Regions from separate parts of the Macaca mulatta genome. Here region 2 is linked to region 1. A link is a contact called in public Hi-C data. All regions are on one chromosome and are shown on one strand. The core of a region is the stretch at or near the end of the contact, and the rest is flanking DNA. Distances in the headings are between cores, read along the strand shown. Region 1 overlaps PCSK6 (proprotein convertase subtilisin/kexin type 6). Region 2 has its middle 14 kb from the start of TM2D3.

Region 1 (3,118 bases), core at 232-2,731:
CTAGGCAAAGGCTACCATAGCAGTTAAATTTTTTCAAGTGAAAATCTCCTTTTCACAGAGCTTCTTAATAAGCTGCTGGCAAGGCTGCTATCAGTGCATCCTGCCAGTAAAGAAGAAAGGAGAAAGGAAGAAAGGTAAACAGCCTGGGCATCCCAGGCCTTCCTGGAACTTTCATAGGATTGGCTGATTGTTTCTCACAGTTCTAATTAAATGGTTAGCCCCGGGGAAAGCACACAGACATCTGAACGAATTATGAATTCAGAATCGCCACTGAAACACCTCTGTTTAAATTTGTCTAGCTTTAATGCAAACCAAATCAATTAGCTGTCAGTCTGACTAATATTTACTCTACCCAGTCATTACAATTAAATATTTGGTGAAATTAGCTGTTTTATATAAGTATTTAGTGTTATCTTTTATTGCAGCGCATCGGAACATTTTCCTACATTGGCAAAGCATTGTTGTGATACCTTCACATCTGGAGAGCTGTGTAATTAATATTATTAACAAAAGGAAAGATGATTTAATATTATTCAGAAACTTCGGAATGCAAGGCCGCCATTGTGTTCAAATGACCAAACTGGAAATGAATGTTATGGGGCTTAGGATAAAGTTCAATCAAATGCAGACGGTATTTTATTTTAATTAGCTCCAGTCCCTATTGTATAAAAGTGCTTTGATAAGTGATGGAATTTACAATCCACCCCATGTCACATAAAAGCAGATAGAATGTACATTTGTGAAAGCAAAACAAAACTCAAGGGGGGGTCAACAGCAGGACTTTGTTAAGCACGTGTGTGTGCATGCACACTTATTAGGCATCTTCTTTGCACTGATCCTGTACCAGAATGGTACAGTCATTTTCCTTGCATTCTTAATTACCTTTACTTGATGTTTTTCTTGCCATCTTTGAAAAGGGCCATTTTGCTCAGATGGCTTTGTTACTCAGCCCTAGCCTTGGAGGAACAGCCCCTGTGTTCTCAGTGTGCAGTTATCGGTCGCTGGGTTTTTCCAAGGCTTGTCATTTAAGCAAACTGAAAGCATTTGTTTTTAACTTGTTCTTTTGCCAAAAGTCTGGAGAAGGGTGGATATTACAGAAGCGTCGACCAATCACCGAAGGGGCTCACAAATTTTTTTAAAATTACTTGTTCTGATTATGTTCCAAGCTGGCTTATACTTAGTCGTTGCTGCCTGTGTCTTCCAGACCTTACATTTTAGCATGATGACTTGGGTTCAGCTCTTTCCTTCCCTACAGATCTCAGCCAGATTGGTGATGGAAATGGAAGGATAAAGATGTAAAGAGGGAGCCTTGGTGGCTCCTTACAGGGCCATAGGAGGCTTCGGTTTGATGCTTCATTTCAGTGCTTTAAAGTTTAGAAGTTGCAAAATGATTGCAAGGACCAGAGAAGGCATTCTGTTTTGTAGGATGGGACTTTGCCCCCAGAGTTTAATCAAAGCTCGGGTTTCCTTCCAGCAGTGATGCAATGTTGAAGTAGATCTTTCCATTAACCACAGATGGAATTTTATCTAACAGTTTTGTGTGCTAGAGCAATTCAAAGTGCAAACAAACAGAAAGTTCCTGACAAGAGCACATAGACAGTAAGTGACCACATTGGTCTCAGGGGTTGATGAACTGTGTAATGGACTGAGGGCAGGGCCAGGCAGCTGCCCAGGGCCCAGTGGATTTGCCCACATGGAGACGGTGAACTGCTCCCCCATGAGGGTGATAGATTGACAGTGACAAGCTGGCTGTTCACATTTTAAGTACCACCCAGCTGGTTCTAGTGGCATGGCTACTAGGAATTGGTAAAAAGTTTGAATGTGTAAATATACCTTAAAAGACACCATTTTACTCTTTCACCTGAATGCTCTGCCCTTCCACTTAGATGTCTCAAAGACAATTCAAAGTCAATATGTCCCAAACCCAGCTCACTGTCTCTGACCCAAGTCTGTCTCAGAGGGAAGCACTCATCCACATTTCACTGCAGTGCCGGTAACCTCTCCTTCCCTGCTACACTTGCTCCACCTCCTGTACAACCCGGCCCTGCCATGTCCTGTGTCTCCTGCCCTAGACCCAGCTCCTGTCATCTCTTGCCTGCACCACTGCACTGCCCCCCTTGCTGGCCTCATATGGGCATCCTTGCCCCAGCCAGTCACCTCCCATGCTCCTGAGGGATCCTCTGAAATACATGCCTGATGGTGCCACAAAGCTGTATCTACACCTCCCAAACCCTGCTTGTTCTGGTCTCTGGTGGCCCCCTGAGTCCCAGATACCATTGGCCTTTAAAGTCCTCCTTGGATGACTTTCGCTCTTTTTCCCTCTGCAGAGCTTTTGCACAGATGGCTCCCCACCTTCCCCTGTTGTTGCTGTCTTCCCCACCTTCCCCTCTGGGCTCCAGTATCCCTGCCACCAGAAAGCCTGCTCAGAGGCTGCAGACTTGGCCTGCTCTTCTAGCAGAAGTATGTTTGTATTCTAGATCTGGCCCTGGAGTAGGAGCACACAGCAGTGTTTGTTGGGAACGATGACTAGTTCAGTTTGTTTGGGATCTGTCAGGGACAGAGACAGAGTCGGCAGGGGAGCTGCAGGTGGTTCCTGGGGGACCTGGATCATCAGGCTTGGGAGGGTGTTCAGTATTCCAGAACCAGAGGAGAGGCAATGGGAAGGCGAACTGACCGTGCTCTGCGGATGCATCGGGAGAGAGGAACGTGGAGTTCAAAGCATGCAAGCCCATCTCTTGCCAATGCAACAGGAAGTTATCGAGGGCCAAGGCCACATACCATTTGTTTTTACTCCCTTACAAGTCCAGCAGCTACCCAGAGAGCAGTAGACAATGCTTACTGAAGCATATCTCAAGTTCCACAGATTTGGTTCACATAAGCAAGATATGTGTAACATAAGCAACTTCTTTCTATGTAAATACTTTAGAAGTAAATTCTGACCCACCTTAGCTAAATTATAGAAAAATCCTAAATATAGTTTGAATCAACAAAGCTGTATCCTGTATTGCTGGAGCTAAAATAACAGAGGTACTGACAGTGACTGGGTATCAGATATGTTGAGCAGCGTCGGACTTCATAGGTTGTTAGTCAGCTGGGGCAGTTGTAACAAAGTCCCATA
Region 2 (3,434 bases), core at 197-2,696, 190 kb before region 1:
TCACATGAATGTTAGAGGGTATATACATTTTTTTAACTTTTCTTGTATATACATCGTATAAGTTTTTTTCATGGTAAGAGCACTTAAAATCTACTCAGCAAATTTATAATGCAGTAACTATGGTCCTCATGCTATACATTAGACCTACTGGTTCATTTTGTAACCTAGGCAAGTTTGATCTAAATTCTTAAATGTAAAGTATTGAAATTATCTTCCATAAACACAACGTCATTTTTATGCAAAATAAGCTTTGATGGAGACATGTGGACATAATTTACTAAGGCTCCATGAAGGCGGGGCTGTGGTTCTCTGCTGTAGCTCAGCTTAGAGAGCCCTGCCTGCCATACAGCAGGTGCACAGTGAGTAGGAGTTTGATGAATGAGTAAGGAGGAATTGCTGGGAGTAAACTAAACACCTAAAAGTATTGCTGAGAATTTTTAAAGCAGTAGAGTGCAGCTGGATTACAGCATCTCCCTTCTCAAATACTTAGATGATGAACACACTACAGTAAAAGCCAGCACCTCCTTCCTGCCCAAAACCAGCAAACAAAGGAAACTCCACAGCAAACAAGCAAAAGGATACAGCCAAATGCCAAAAATGTCACACACAAAAAAATGGTGATACGGGGGAAAAAATTATTGCCCAGGTGTGTAAGATTACTCCTGCAAATGGTCCTGGTGGCGGAGCAAAACTCAGAAAGTCTCACTGGTGGCCAGGCGCGGTGGCTCATGTCTGCAGTCCCAGCACTTTGAGTGTCTGAGGCAGGCAGATCGCCTGAGGCCAGGAGTTCGAGACCAGCCTGGCCAACATGACAAAACCCCATCTTTACTAAAAATACAAAAAAATTAGCCAGGCATGGTGGCAGGTGCCTGTAATCCCAGCTACTCTGGAGGCTGAGGCAGGAGAATTGCTTGAACCTGGGAGGCAGAGGCTGCTGTGAGCCGAGATCATACCATTGCACTCCAGCCTGGGCAACAAGAGTGAAACTCTGTCTCCAAAAAAAAAAAAAAAAAGGTCTCACTGGTGAGAAAAATAGGTTAATTGGGAGAAGAGAGGTATCTATATCTTTCTCCTGTTACTGCTGGGGGAAGTGAAAACTGAAAAGGGCTGCTGGAAAGAGACCAGTGAGAGACGGCTCGTGAACAAACAGGAGGGACTCTGATGGGTTCACGGGTTCCCTGCTGAACCAGAAAAAGGATCTAAAGCCTAGGGTGACCCCCACGGGTCACTGCATCACTCCCTGGGAAGGAAACTTTCATTCAGGACATTTAGAAAATCCTAGTCAAGAAACCAGAGACCAGATATTCTAGCAAAGATACAGTCTCAGCTGAGCTTTTCCCTGCCTCACCCCTAGCTATCAGGTCACAGAATGTAGAATAGAACACAAAATACAACTTGCAAAATGCTCGAAGAGAAAACCAAGGGAATTTGTTCACATTTTATGAAGTTGTCCTTTTACACAAGAACAAAATGAAATGACTCACTACCCACTAGAATGACTATAATAAAAGGAATTCTTAATCAGCTTGCCAGCCTGCGCAACATAGTGAGACCTGTCTCTTAAAAAAAAAAAAAAAAAAAATTCCAGGTGTGTGCCTGTAGTCCCAGCTGCTTGGGAGGCTGAGGTGGGAGCGATCTTTGAGCCCAGGAGGTGGAGTTCCAGTTAGCTACTGAGGACTAAACTCTGACCTTTTCCCTCTTGCCCAAATTCCTATCTAAGGGACTGGGGAGTTGCACCCTATAAATCATAAAATCTCAACGCAAATTTATTTAACCCTATATGATGTGGCTTACTTTCCACCCTGACTCTGGCATAACGTCACATGACAGATAAAGAAATCAAAATATTTTAACCCCAAATATGTTTCTTTGCCATATCTTGAAATGGCCCTGCATAGCTGTCTCTTGGGAAAATCTATGTTCTGCAAAGAGTCCCCTTCCCTTTCCAGGTCTTTTCCCTGACACAGCAGAGAATCAGTCACAAATCTGGCACCTTTTTCAGTCTAAGAAACATTTCCAATCTACTTTCTCTGAAGCTCACAACCTGGAGGCTTCATCTGCATGATAAGAACCTTGGTCTCCACAAACCCTTAGCATAACCCAGACACACCCTTCTGTTGATTAGAGGTCTTTATAGACAATAATGCTTTCAACCAATTGCCAGTTAGAAAATCCTTGAAGTTACCTATGATCTGGAAGCCCCTGCTTCGAGCTGTCCTGCCTTTCCAGATGGAACCAGTCTACATCCTACATGTATTGATTTGTGTCTTATGTCTCCCTAAAATGTATAAATTCAAGCTGTAGCCGGACCACCGTGGGCACATGTTCTTGGGACCTCTTGATACTGTGCCTCACTCATATTTGGTTCGGAATAAATCTCTTCAAATATTTTAGAGTTGGACTCTTCATCGACACTGTGACCGCGCCACTGCACTCCAGCCTGAGCCACAGAGCGAGACGCTGTCTCTAAAAAATAAAAGAAAAAAAAAAAAAGAAAAAACACAGTAACAAGTATTGATGAGAATGTGGAGAAACTGGAACCTTCATATGTTGCTGGTGGGGATGTAAAGTGATGCAGCCGCCCAGGAAACAGTCTGGCAGTTCGTAAAAGTGTTAAACATAGAGTTACCATGTGACTTGGCAAAACTTCTTCTAGGTATACACCCAAGAGAAGTGGAGATATGTTGTGAAAGTTGTCAGCACCAAAATGGGGTCACTTAGGTCAAACCCTAGCAAAATGGATCCAGGAGGCCCTGAAGGAGGAGTACTCATACACATGTGCCTATGATAAGAACTATTACAAGGACTCTGGAAACCATAAAAATTCCATGTTAAGCTGCTTCTGAGAAGACATCTCCCCAGCAACAGCCAGTGTGGCCAATGAGGAGCTATGAGCTTCAACAGTCAATACTTGTTGTTTCAAAGCAGCTTACGTGACTTTCTCCTTTTTGTCTTTGGAAAAGTTTGCCTTGACCCCAGGGTCTTCAGGTGTTTCTTGGTTCATTGTGGCATGGGTATCTTGGATTACAATCCCCTACTAATCCCGGATAAACTCCTTCTTTGGAGAGCCTGTCTATTGTGATTTTAGGTTTTAGAACATACACTAAAAAACTTGTTTACAGCACCATTATTCATAGTAAAAAAGCGGAAACAACGCAAATGTCCCACTGATGAATAATGCATAAACAAAATGTAGTCCATTCATATAATGGAATACTATTTCATCATGTAAAGGAATGAAGAACTGATACACACCATAACATGAATAAACCTAAAAAACATGGTGCTAAGGGAAGAAAGCCAGTTATACTTCAAGCTGATAACCTTTACAGCATATAAATTACTTCTCAATAAAGTGGTCTTTAAAAAAAGAAACGGCTCAGCAACCGCACATACATATGATAGAAGAGGAATGAGAGAAAAACCCAGGCAAC

What was found. Hi-C and Micro-C count contacts between places; a contact is called where the count stands out from the background.
Region 2: a Hi-C map of fibroblasts shows a contact between it and region 1, with 2.0 times the contacts expected there. The contact joins two enhancer-like sites. A contact is called at or near these places in 2 of 14 Hi-C or Micro-C datasets (fibroblasts and liver).

What each region holds. Positions count from the first base shown.
Region 1 is chr7:91,800,609-91,803,726 of T2T-MMU8v2.0, reverse strand. All of the region lies in intron 2 of PCSK6 (proprotein convertase subtilisin/kexin type 6), which reads left to right. Among named protein-coding and RNA genes, the nearest start is that of PCSK6, 52 kb to the left of the region's middle. Within about 2 kb of position 1,481, at least 3 of the 40 cell types and tissues checked have an H3K27ac peak or open chromatin away from gene starts, as enhancers often do.
Region 2 is chr7:91,994,658-91,998,091 of T2T-MMU8v2.0, reverse strand. No RefSeq gene overlaps it. Among named protein-coding and RNA genes, the nearest start is that of TM2D3, 14 kb to the left of the region's middle. Within about 2 kb of position 1,446, at least 1 of the 40 cell types and tissues checked has an H3K27ac peak or open chromatin away from gene starts, as enhancers often do.